Regions from separate parts of the Mus musculus genome. Here region 1 is linked to region 2. Evidence: chromatin contacts called from public ChIA-PET data. All regions are on one chromosome and are shown on one strand. The core of a region is the stretch at or near the end of the contact, and the rest is flanking DNA. Distances in the headings are between cores, read along the strand shown. Region 1 holds the start of Cycs (cytochrome c, somatic). Region 2 has its middle 140 kb from the start of Gm38805.

Region 1 (6,337 bases), core at 3,598-6,097, 590 kb after region 2:
AGCACATTGAGATGTCAATAATGTGATTAGAAACAAAGTCATTAAAACAAAATTCTCGGGGCTGGAGAGATGGCTCAATGGTTAAGAGCACTGACTGCTCTTCCAGAGGTTCTGAGTTCAATTCCCAGCAACCACAAGGTGGCTCCCAACCATCTGTAATGGGATCTGATGCCCTCTTCTGGTGTGTGTCTGAAGACAGCTGCAGTGTACTCATAAATAAAAAATAAATCTTAAAAAAAAAAAAAAACCCAAAAAACAAAATTCTAACAATTGAAGTCAGCCTACTTCTAAGAACTCAGTGCCATTACACATTGGTCATGTGTCGTCCTTATGAATGATAAGCTGTATGCTATATTGATAAGACAGGAGAGTGCCAATGAGCCACTGTGTTAATTCTCTGAGAATACAGGTATATAGTAAACCTAAGTTTTCTGTGAGTAAGAGTTTAGGACAGTTTTTCAAGCACAGTAGATTCCCAAACAAAATAATGTAGAACCCAATTATTAATTCTAAACTTAATACTTGATGTTTTACTAAACTAACGAATGCAGCCAAGGGTCAGTGTGTACTTCAGTAATGCTTCAACGCTTCATCAGGAAACAGGAGTTCTGGGTGTACTCACATGCTAGTAAGCATGAGTTCACCTGGATGATTTACGCAGCTCTCATCCAGGGCCTATTCTTTGGCTTTCAAAATATTTTAACAATAGGAAGCTGGAAGAGATATCCCTAGAAATGAATTGGTTTCAGCTTACTTCTGAATTTGACTAACATGATGTCATCTAAGACTATGTAGCTGTAAAAAGTCTGTTAAGGACCGTTTTCCTGGACAGCGAGTGTGTACTCCGACATGTCCTTTATTTAGCAATCTTCAGTGGTTAAAATGAATATGTAAGTGTAACGGAAGACAGATGGTGCCCCTGCCCACCTAAAAAAGACAACTTAAACTCAACAGATGAAGCATGGTAAAATCAAAGGGATTGTCTAAATCAGTGTTCAGAAAGGCATCAGAATTTTATGTGCATTAATTCTAGATTCTCAGAAGGCAAGTGCTTAAACTGGCTGGTACTAGTTCTAGGTCAATGCCATAAATACAGCAGCCATTAGCTACTTCATCAACCCACATGTACTTCATGGGTTTGAAAGCCACACCAGGGTAATGGACAAGTATGTCTAAAAGATCCATTACAGGAAGGACTATGGGGTAGAGCTTTTCTAAGCATTCTGAATGCAGGTGGAACTGAGAAGAAATTCATCTGATTTTCCTTTATGGTATCACTGAACTAGCCACCTACAAAGCAACTAAGAGCAAGCAGATCAGCTAGAGTGGTCCCACTTCCTGACTTGTAAAATCAGTGTACAGAGACTGTCCCCTTTCTGCATCTCACAGGTTTACCTTCTCCATCACTGGGTATCTTACTTGAGTCTAGCCTTAGAACACAGGAGGTTCCATCTGTGTAACACAGGCCTTAGATGATGTATTAGGTATAGATACAGAAATAACAACTCTAAGTTTGGTCATCAGTAGGGACCCTTTACTTGGGCTCCCAGAAAAGGTTGCCTGTCAGGAAATAAGTCATCATGGCTTCACCACTTCTGGGTTACAGAATCTGAGTTTATAAACTATAGGACTCACACAACCTGCTGCACTAACGAGGCCCCTTTGAATTTATATTGAAAGCCCAATGTTATAAAATCTTAAGCCAAATGTCTATATATTCATCTCAACGGCTTATTATGACTTTTTTTTTCTATCATTTCCAGAATATAAGAAAACAAGTCCAGGGCTTTATTTTTATTTTTTGTTTTTTTGAGACAGGGTTTCTCTGTGTAGCCCAGGCTGTCCTGGAACTCACTCTATAGACCAGGCTGGCCTTGAACTCAGAAATCCACCTGCCTCTGCCTCCCAAGTGCTGGGATTAAAGGTGTATGCCAACACCACCCGGCAATTCCAGGGCTTTATTTCTTTACACATTAGTTAAAATGTGCCCTGGAAAGTTGTTACAAAAACTTGGGACTCATCAAGTGTTATTACAAAGCTATCTCTGAAGGACCTACAAAGTAAAAAGCTTATCAGGGCTGGAGAGGACTCAAGAGCACTGGCTGTTCTTCCAGAGGACTCAGCCTGGACTGCGCCCACTGCAGATCCCGCTGTAACACCAGTCCCAAGGAATCCAACACCCTGGGTTGGCCTTCAAGTGTAGTGCACAGATATACATGCAGAGAAAACACCCATACATACAAAATAGGTCCAAAACAACAAAAAAAAAATTCCTACCCATCAGCCCAAAACTCCAAATTACAGAAAACTTTCCAAACTTGTTTCCAGATTGTCCTCAATTTCTTGTATAAAGTAAGATTTGTCACAAAGTGCTGCCTCTGACCTGAGGCCCAGTTAATCATCTTCTACACGTCTGAAGTCACGATGAGGTCTTTCTCCAGCCTTTTCACCCCCACAAAGACACCACTATCACTCATTTCCCTGCCATTCTCTATAAAATTTAGGACCACTCAGCTAATACATAATTATTCACCTTTATAGATCTCATTCTGGCCAAAGAACGAAGGGTAAAGCGTGGCTGTAGTCGGAGTTGCCCGAGATATCAAGGTAAGAGCACCTAGTACCTTCACTAGACCATGGCTTTATACCAGGGAACATTTAAACAACTAAAGATATGTTAACTGTCATTAAACAAAGCACAATCAAAGGATCACGATCTGTGGTTGTTTTAATTATCTTCTTTCTGCTGATACAAACTATTTCCTTTATTTCCATCTTTCCATCTAGTAAGTTAGCAAAGAGTGCCATTCCTAATCGAATTCCAGTTATGTGTGTTTCTGAGTGGGTATTTAAGGACAATTCTGATTTACAACTTAGTCTTAGAAAATAGAGAATTTAAAAGGCCTAACTTGCTTGTTTCTAAAAGCATTTTAATTTGCAGATCAACTATAAAGAAGTGTTAAATACTCTTTATTTGATATCATACATAAACCACAGTAAATGCCTTTCAATAGTAAAAGGCAACATCCTTGATGTAGGGAATTCTAATTAAAACTGCACTGTCAAGAATAGACAGTTGCCTCCTGGTGGTTAGCCATGACCTGAAAGAGGCCAGTGAACACAAACTGAAACACATTTGAGTCTTCTTGTTTCTGAGACAGTGATAGAATTTTCCCAGTGTTTAAGCATATTCATATGCCCAGTTATATAAATCTAAGTATAAAACCATTTAGTAGGTTTGAGGTGACATGCCCCTATTTATGGAAAGTAAAACATTGCTAATTAAGTCCAATCTTATCTTGAGAAAGGGAGAGCCGTGGTAGCATGTATACAACTGGAACTGTTGCTTTAATAAAGACCGTACCCACTTTATGACAAGTCAGTTTTACTTAAATCAGGACTGTCCAACAAAAACATTGCTAGCCATTCATGATCTGAATTTGGTGTGTGAATTAAATTATGGTGTACATTAAAAGCCATGAGACATTTGTTTTGTAATAAATAAGGCAGTGGAATTACTCATTAGTAGCCTTTTTAAGATAAGCTATTAGGTCTGCCCTTTCTCCCTTCTTCTTAATTCCAGCGAAGATCATTTTTGTTCCAGGGATGTACTTTTTGGGATTCTCCAAATACTCCATCAGGGTATCCTCTCCCCAGGTGATGCCTAAACAGAAAGAGATGCAGAGGTTAAGTGTTTTACACACCTGGTAATTCTGCACTGGTTAACCCAAGCAACCTGTGCTGTGGCTGACAGCAGCTCCCCCCGTTACCTTTGTTCTTGTTGGCATCTGTGTAAGAGAATCCAGCAGCCTGGCCTGTCTTCCGCCCGAACAGACCGTGGAGATTTGGTCCAGTCTTATGCTTGCCTCCCTTTTCCACAGTGTGGCACTGGGCACACTTCTGAACAAAAATCTTCTTGCCTTTTTCAACATCACCCATTTTTAATTCTAAAAGGGAAAAGATCCAACAGTAAAACGTACTACGGATCCCAATGACCATTCAAACCGCTATTCTTATGTCCTCTTAACACCAGGCAGGGTGCTAACTCAGTCCACTTGCAATATTCTTCAATAGCAAATACATCACCTAGGAGACTCTCCTTTAAAGCAAGTCTGTGCTCAAGACAGGTCCATGCCAAGGGAAATGGAAACCCACAGCTCAAACCCCAGTTTCCGAAGAAGGCAAGGTCAAAAAGTCACAAATATGAAACCGGACTCATTAAAGCAAAACCACTACAACTCTTAACATTTCAGAATGCTAAACTGCTGTCAGTGCTGCCGATTAAAGTCACTTCCAAAGATAAGGGAGGCTGGGGGTGATCCTAAGTGCTTCCGCCTGCTCCGGTCTCATTAGGAGGTTAAGTCTCTTCTCTCTTGCTTTAGTCCGGCACGGGAAGGCGAGGGAGGACTGGGGAAGGAACCGTCTCACTCTCACGTTGAGATCCCAGGGGTGACTACGACTTTACAAACCCACCCTCCCAGATGCTTAATCAGGAAAAGAACTGGCCCAGTCCTGAAGGAACAGCAGCTTCTGCTCTCAGAAGGGGCGGCGGGCGAGTTCCTTCTAGAACTCCGGGCCCCGGTCCTACACCCACGCCGCCTCCAGCCGTGCCACAGTTCTGCATGGCTTTGTAGGTTAGGCCTGCCCCGGCCTCCTCGCCCCGTTCCCGGTCCGCATCCCCGTCGCGCGCTCACCGTTCCGGGCTGGTCAACACCACGAACGTTCGGACTCGAAGACAGACGTCCCGCGCTCTAGCCCAAGGACACGCCGGCCCGCGCCTATGTACCGGTGTCGGTGCAACCACACTTGTTCCGCCCGTCCGCGGCCCGACGTGCGGTAGCGCCGTCTGCTGCGCCGTGACGTAACCGCACCTCATTGGCTCCAGGACAGGTTTGTGCGCGCGCATGCGAGCTAGCATGGTAGGATGTGCCCAGAGGGCGCCCTTCCTTCAGAGGCCTCGTTTGCCCGACACTTACGACAGGCCTTAGGACGTAAGGCGTGGACGTGCGTGACGTCACCCTCTGGCCTGCGAGATGGCGAGGGCAAGTAGCGGGGCCGATGCTCCCTTGGGATCCGGGTGTGGCTCGGCTCAGGTAACGCCCGGCCCTAGGACTCCTTCGGCCTCCGCCCACGGGGAGTGCTGAGACTGCCGGCCGGTGTGCTGGCGACCTTTACCCAGGCTTGGTCAAGGCTTCCTGGCTGGCGCAACTGCACTGGCCTCGCAGTGGACGCCTGCTGGTGACCTTTACTCTGTTAAACCATCTTCCTGCTCTCCCAGTGAGAGCCTCAAAGCTGGGGAAGGTACGCACAAGTGGCAGACAGGATCACATCTTACCCAGAGTCCCTGTTTTCTTCCCCTAGTGTTTGTAGAAAACGAGGAGGGTGTGCAGGCAAGCTTTAAGGGAGAAGCAGGATTCGCCTGAGTAGAGGATTCCCGGGAATCCGCTAGACTTGGCATCCCTTCTGACCATATTGGAAATGGAAGTCTCCTTAGCATACTTTCCTGGTGTACTTCAAAACGAACTCACAGACACTTTAAATTCTGCCACTGGACGTTTTCTTCATTACTCCCCTCTCCCAAATTCAGATGAATGTCGGTCCATTCCCTATGTTCTGTCTAGCCTTGACATAGTTTATCGTGTGTTTATAGATGCCTGGTGTGTGCCGGGCCCTTCTCAGTATGAACTCACATATTCTGGTTGAGCTTGTTTATATTCTACCACTTTTCCTTCCGCCATCAGATTAACATGAGATGTTAGAAGGCTGGTCTAAAGTCTCAATAGATCTCTTTCCAGCCACTGGTCCTATCTGCTCAAAGATGTCAGTTTGTGTGAGTATAGTTGTTAGGTATTCCCAGGGATAGTTGATTCCAGAACAATCCCCAGAACCCATACAGAATTCCATGGGTGTTTAAGTCCTTCACATGAAATGATGTAATATTTGTATATAATCTACACAATCTCCCCAATATTTAAATAATTTCTAGATTATAACTTATACTGCCAAATGCAGTGCTGTATGGTGTCACTTAGGGAAAATGACAAAAACGCTAGTCATTCTGTATTGGTGAGAATATTGTAAGCCTAACTACATAGTATGTGATGTGATCTGCTGATTTCTGAAGACATGGATATGGGAACCATAGATAAGGAGGTCTGATGTATTTTCATTGTTATTAAACTGTCCTAGCTTTTGGGGGTACTCGTTCAGCATTTAGACTTAGTCCTTATGTAGGTTTATTTTAAGTTATTTGTATATAGGCTTATTTATCAAACTCTTAAAGTTTTTAAAGACCTGATGTAGCAAATCTGTAGACATTCAATATGTCCTTAAATCA
Region 2 (6,311 bases), core at 2,837-5,336:
CTGTATTATTTAAATCTTACCTACACAACTCAAAAATCAACAAAAACCCAATAACCTTTTTGTCTAAATCTCATGTTTCCAGAGGTGTCCAAATCTTTCTTTTTTTTCTTTAAATTAAGTATTTATTTGGTATTTGTAAACAGCCTGTAACAAGTCCTCTATGGACGCTAAAGAATGACTATAATACATTTATGACCAAAAGTGTTAATAGAGGGGCTGGCAAGACAATTCAGTGGTAAAGATAAACACCGCTTTTCAGAGGATCTAGGTCCAGTTCCTAGCACCCAAATCAGATGATTCACTACTGTCTGCAATCCCAGCTCCAGAAAGTCTGATGCCTCTGGTCTCTGCAGGCACCTGCCCCTATGTATAAATACTCACATGCAAAGACACACCTATACATAATTAAAAATAATAAAATATTTTAAAGATTTTTGAGATTATAATACAATTACATATTTTCTCCCTTCCCTTTCCTCCATCCAGACCTTCACATATTCCCCTCTTCCACTCTCATTTGAACTCACAGCCTCTTTTTAAATCAATTATTATTGCATTCATATATTGTATAAGTATATACATATGTATCCCTAAATGTAACTTGTTCAGTCCATACAATTTCACTTATATGTATGTTTTCAAGGCTGACTGTTTAGCACTGAATAAAAAAGCTGATAGAGCCAAAAAAAATTAGGTATTTATTTCATTTACATTTCCAATGCTATCCCAAAAGTCCCCCACATGTTCCCCCACCCACTCCCTCACCCACCCACTCCCACTTCTTGGCCCTGGTGTTCCCCTGTACTGAGGCATATAAAGGCCTCTCTTTCCACTGATGGATGACTAGGCCATCTTCTGATACATATGCAGCTAGAGACACGAGCTCCGGGGGGTACTGGTTAGTTCATATTTTTGTTCCACCTATAGGGTTACAGATCCCTTTAGCTCCTTGGTTACTTTCTCTAGCTCCTCCATTGGGGGCCCTGTGATCCATCCAATAGCTGACTGTGAGCATCCACTTCTGTGTTTTCTAGGCCCCAACATAGTCTCACAAGAGACAGCTATATCTGGGTCCTTTCAGCAAAATGTTGCTAGTGTATGCAATGGTGTCAGCGTTTGGAAGCTGATTATGGGATGGATCCCTGGAGATGGCAGTTTCTAGATGGTCCATCCTTTTGTCTCAGCTCCAAACTTTGTCTCTGTAACTCCTTCCATGGGTGTTTTGTTCCCAATTCTAAGGGGCAAAGTGTCCACACTTTGGTCTTCGTCCTTCTTGAGTTTCCTGTGTTTTGCAAATTGTATCTTATATCTTGGGTATTCTAAGTTTCTGGACTAATGTCCACTTATCAGTGAGTACATATCATGTGAGTTCTTTTGTGATTGGGTTACTTCACTCAGGATGATGCCCTTCAGGTCCATCCATTTGCCTAGGAATTTCATAAATTCATTCTTTTTAATAGCTGAGTAGTACTCCATTGTGTAAATGTACCACATTTTCTGTATCCATTCCTCTGTTGAGGGACATCTGGGTTCTTTCCAGCTTCTGGCTATTATTGTGGGGAGCGGGTGTGGCGGCAGTCCCAAAGGCGCCAGGGACTGCAGCTAAGTCATATGACTTGCACCTGACTTCCTCATATAAGACACAAACATCTTGAGTGCTGCGCAGGTGTACCAGGATACAGGTGAATCCAATTTGGTGGAGATTTGCCCCTGCTGCCCTGATTAGCTGAAGCCTCGTGACTGGCGAGGGGGCGTGGCCTGCGGTGCGTGGATGAGAGAGAGTATAAAAGGAGTGAGAGGCCCAGGGTTCGGGGGAGATATAAACAAGAAGAATCAGGACTGAATAAACTGCTGTTAGAAGGACTGGTGGTCGCGTCGTTCTTGCTGGTCGAGAGCGGGCGCGACAATTATAAATAAGGCTGCTATGAACATAGTGGAGCACGTGTCCTTCTTACCGGTTGGAACATCTTCTGGATATATGTCCAGGAGAGGTATTGCGGGATCCTCCGGTAGTACTATGTCCAATTTTATGAGGAACCGCCAGACTGATTTCCAGAGTGGTTGTACAAGCTTGCAATCCCACCAACAGTGGAGGAGTGTTTCTTTCTCCACATCCTCGCCAGCATCTACTGTCACCTGAATTTTTGAACTTAGCCATTTTGACTGGTGTGAGGTGGAATCTCAGGGTTGTTTTGATTTGCATTTCCCTGATGATTAAGGATGTTGAACCTTTTTTCAGGTACTTCTTAGCCATTTGGTATTCCTCAGGTGAGAATTCTTTGTTTAGCTCTGAGCCCCATTTTTAATGAGGTTATTTGATTTTCTGGAGTCTACCTTCTTGAGTTCTTTATATATATTGGATATTAGTCCCCTGATTTGGGATAGGTAAAGATCCTTTCCCAATCTGTTGGTGGCCTTTTTGTCTTATTGACGGTGTCTTTTGCCTTGCAGAAGCTTTGCAATTTTATGAGGTCCCATTTGTCCATGTCCAAATCTTTCTTACCCATAAAAATGTGTTTTGCTTTCCTCATGTGTGTGCTCAGCAACAGAGAGACCCAAGGTGACATTCAGTGTTGACAATCATCTATTCACAGGCCTCTTGAAATTGGCACATAATTTTACAATGCTATTTTAACTTTTTTCCAGAAGAAAGAGTGAAAGTTGTAATTAGAAAAAAAAAAAATCTCTTGACCCCGTTGCGTTGATTTGGGAGATGAGAAGCTGTGGTTAGGAATGGCTAGGGTTTTGTTGATAGAGCACAGGTCTATCAACCGAGGTCTAACAAAGCCAAGGTCATGAATCAGCACCATCAGTCTGTGCTGACCCAAAGGCTTGCTTGGCTTGGTTTGCACAGGGCCCTCCCCCAACCCTTGGCTTGGTTTGCACAGGGCCCTCCCCCCACCCTTAGCATGGTTTGCACAGGGCCCTTCCCCCACCCTTAGCTTGGTTTGCACAGGACCCTCCCCCTCCCCTCAGTTGTATTCAGTTCTGTTTAGATTTAGCCCCTTGCTATCACGACTGCTCATTTAGACTCTCCTTCCCTGCTTTGTGTCTCCTCCTCTCATCTTCATGGACACTTTTTCCATTCAGCCTTAGTGAAAGCCATAGGAATTAGCGCTACCAGTCACTGGAAACCCAGGATGAGCAGGGAGTTAGCTCAGAGGTAGAGCACTTGCTCAGTGTGCACTGAACCTTACATTCACTCTACTGCACTTCCCATCTCCACAGAATAAAAGAATAACCAACAGCAAATCCGCTACAAAACACTTTAATTATGGGTCAGCTGCCTTACCATTGCCAACTTTATTACTAAGTGGTCATGAAGAACCAGGAGTCTCTGGTCCCTACTCTCTGGGATTTTGTGACTATTGATTGTACTTTTACCTTGATCAGACTTGTGTGCCTCGAAGTCCAGCAGCACCCCATTTGCCACAGTGGCCTTGCATTTCTCCCTCGGAACAGTCTTCAGTAGTAACAGGCTCCGGAGATGAAGGCTCACAAAAGCATCCCATGTAGGTCCTAGTGTAGGCTGATGATATGTGTCCACAGTGGATAAAGCCCAACTCGGGTTCTAAATAGTCCTTGACCACCTAGAGGACTAAGTAGCACTTGTGCCTCTCAGCATTCCTTGTGTTTCTTTTCTCGGTTTTATATACTAAAGGGGAAAAAAGGTTACAATGCAAAGCCTTACTTTATTCTGAAAATATAGTCAGTCTCGTTAGCGCTCACTTGAAATGATATTCCTGCTTGTTAGAAGCCCTTAGTAAGGCCCCCTCTTCAAAAAAAAAAATCCGTATAGCAATAATATGTGTTTAAAAATAAAAGCCAGCTGCTCATCACGCATTCACAGCTTCTCCCTTCACCCCACCCCCTCTTTTCTCTGCAGGGCACACAGGAAGTCAAATTTTCAGTTTTGTTTTGCTTTTTAAAATTCTTCTACGGAAAAGCTATTTTATGTGCCCAGAAGTGGTTATTTTCATGCCCTGCCTTCCTAAATGAAAAGAGCTGTTTATCCGTTTAAAGCCTTGTCCATTTCTACACTTCCTAGGCCAATGGGAAGGAACAAGATTCTGGTGCTATTGCACAAGTCAGAAAAACCATTGTGTTGGTTACTCTTCTTGTCACTGGGATCAAACACGTGACCAAAAGCAACACAAGCACAGAAAGGATGTGTGTGTGTGTGTGTGTGTGTGTGTGTGTGTGTGTGTGTGATATGTGTATGTGTGGTGTATATGTGTGTGTGTGTGTGTGTGTGTGTGTGTGTGTGTGTGTGTGTGTGTGATGTGTGTGTGGTGTATATGTGTGTGTGTTATGTGTGTATGTGTGTGTGTGTGTGTGTGGTGTGTGTGTGTGGCATGTGTGTGTGTGTTTGTGTATATGTTTGTATGTGGTGTGTGTGTGTGTGGTGTATGTGTGTGTGTGTGATGTGTGTATGTGTGTGTGGTGTGTATGTGTGTGTGTGTTGTGTGTATGTGTGTATGTGTGTGGTGTGTGTTTGTGTGTGGCATGTAAGTGTGTGTGTGTGGTGTATGTGTGAGCGTATGTGTGAGATGTATGTGATGTGTGTGTGGTGTGTGTGTGATGTGTGTGTGTGTGTGTGTGTATGTGTGTGTTGTGTGGTGTGTGTGTGTGTGTGATATATGTGTGTGTGTGGCGGGGGATAGCATCCACCATGGTGCAGAAGGGGGACCAGGTGCTGATGTGGTGGCTCATGGGTCTGTGACACTTATCATCTGTGCTTGGGTTTCTTCTTTGCTTTGCTCTGGGATCCCAGCCGCTGGGACAAGGCCACATCCTTTTAAATTGGTCTTCCCTCCTCAGTTAATTCTCTCTGGAAGCGCCATCACAGACACACTGAGAGGTGTGTGTAACCCCAGCCAAGTGGACAACAGATTAACCATTGCAGCCACACCTTAGGATAGCACTCTATTCTCCATCTGCTCTTCTTATTTTTATTTTTAGGAGAAAAATGTCTATAGATACTAGATTCAGTAAGCTGACTTAAAAAAAAAAGACCCCATTCTCTCCTCTTCTTTCCATTCAGCCTTTGGGAAGGAGACTTTTCGGTACTTTATTGTAGGGGGGTTGATTATTCTTAACTACTTTTGAATAAGGACTAGTCTTAGCCTCTTGGGCCAACAAGGCAAGCATGGTGGTATGTCAGTTTGAAGTCTGCTCCTCAAGAGCCCTGGTGTGCTTCTAGTCTCTCCTTAAAGTTTGCCACCACCATGTGAATAATAACACAAGACTAAAAACTGGTGGAGAAGAAACTAAGGGGAGCTAAGTCAGATCACCCAACTGGGGCCGTGCTGGACCAGACAGTCCCCCGGTCAATTTGCTGGCTGCCCATAGTTACAGGAAAGACAGTATCCCAAGCCAGCCAACTTTAGCCCACATCAACAGAACTGCCCAGCCAACCCACAGCTTTGTGGAAAATAATGACGAATTGTTTTTAAAGCACTATATTTTTGGGAGGTTTGTTATGCAACAACAGCTATTTGATGCACTGGGTTATTAAATATTCCTTTTACATATGCATGTGTTTTTTCAGGGTATGTGGGGGCCTAGATGGGACTGCACTGTGCCTTGGGATAAAGGGTTGGATTGAATATGCTCAGATGCTAGCTCCATCACGCAGAGTGTGTGGCAAGACAGTCTCTCTAAATTGTTTTTTCATGGCAAGTAAGGAAAACTAGTAGACTGAAGAAAGATTAGCAGGATAAGAGGGATAGGCTTGTGTGTGTGTGTGTGTGTGTGTGTGTGTGTGTGTGTGTGTAGTACCTGACAAATATTTGGTATTCCATCAATGAAAGATACTAGCATGTTTATGTATCCACGTAGCTTTAAGCTTACATGGCTCATACCTAATAAATCCCATGTGTCTGAAATTCTGGGATTAGAGCTACTAAATGAAAGTGGTCTATGTTTCTGGACCTCTCAAGGATACATCCCCAAAATCCAACCTCCTCAGTAACTTCCTTTTCCTAACAATACATACAATACAATGAATGTTTCCTGAAGACTCAGGCGTTATCTGGCCCTGGCCTTTGTTTTCTAACACCTAACTACCCTTAGCACATCTGCTACGTGTTCGCCTGGCTGCACTGGCCTTGATCCTTCTCTCTGGGTTTTTGTTTATGACCACTAACACATAGCACTGTGGCCCAGGCTTCTCCAGTCATTAACTGTCTGTGCACTCTCCTTATACTTTTCTCAGGTTTCTGTCATGACAAACCTTGGTTAGATACTCTCTGAACCTTTTTATCTCTCTCAATGAGATATTCCACATTTCCTAGTCCTCTCACGTCTTC

The links. ChIA-PET counts read pairs in DNA pulled down with a chosen protein or histone mark.
Region 1: an RNA polymerase II ChIA-PET map of memory CD8 T cells shows a contact between it and region 2, with 5 times the contacts expected there. The contact joins the promoter of Cycs here to the enhancer-like site in region 2. A contact is called at or near these places in 1 of 39 promoter capture datasets (liver) and 4 of 115 datasets of contacts at active chromatin or transcription factors (bone marrow-derived macrophages, embryonic stem cells, memory CD8 T cells and 1 more).

Annotation. Positions count from the first base shown.
Region 1 is chr6:50,561,722-50,568,058 of GRCm38.p6, forward strand. Cycs (cytochrome c, somatic) reads right to left here and starts at 4,848. Exons shown (of 3, transcript NM_007808.5): 1 at 4,695-4,848; 2 at 3,771-3,947; 3 at 842-3,664. The coding sequence starts at 3,939. The coding sequence ends at 3,516. 5430402O13Rik (RIKEN cDNA 5430402O13 gene) reads left to right here and starts at 4,922. Exons shown (of 3, transcript NR_027892.1): 1 at 4,922-5,301.
Region 2 is chr6:49,969,610-49,975,920 of GRCm38.p6, forward strand. No RefSeq gene overlaps it. Among named protein-coding and RNA genes, the nearest start is that of Gm38805, 140 kb to the right of the region's middle. Within about 2 kb of position 4,087, at least 32 of the 459 cell types and tissues checked have an H3K27ac peak or open chromatin away from gene starts, as enhancers often do. A contact at or near this core is called in memory CD8 T cells, where this site is marked.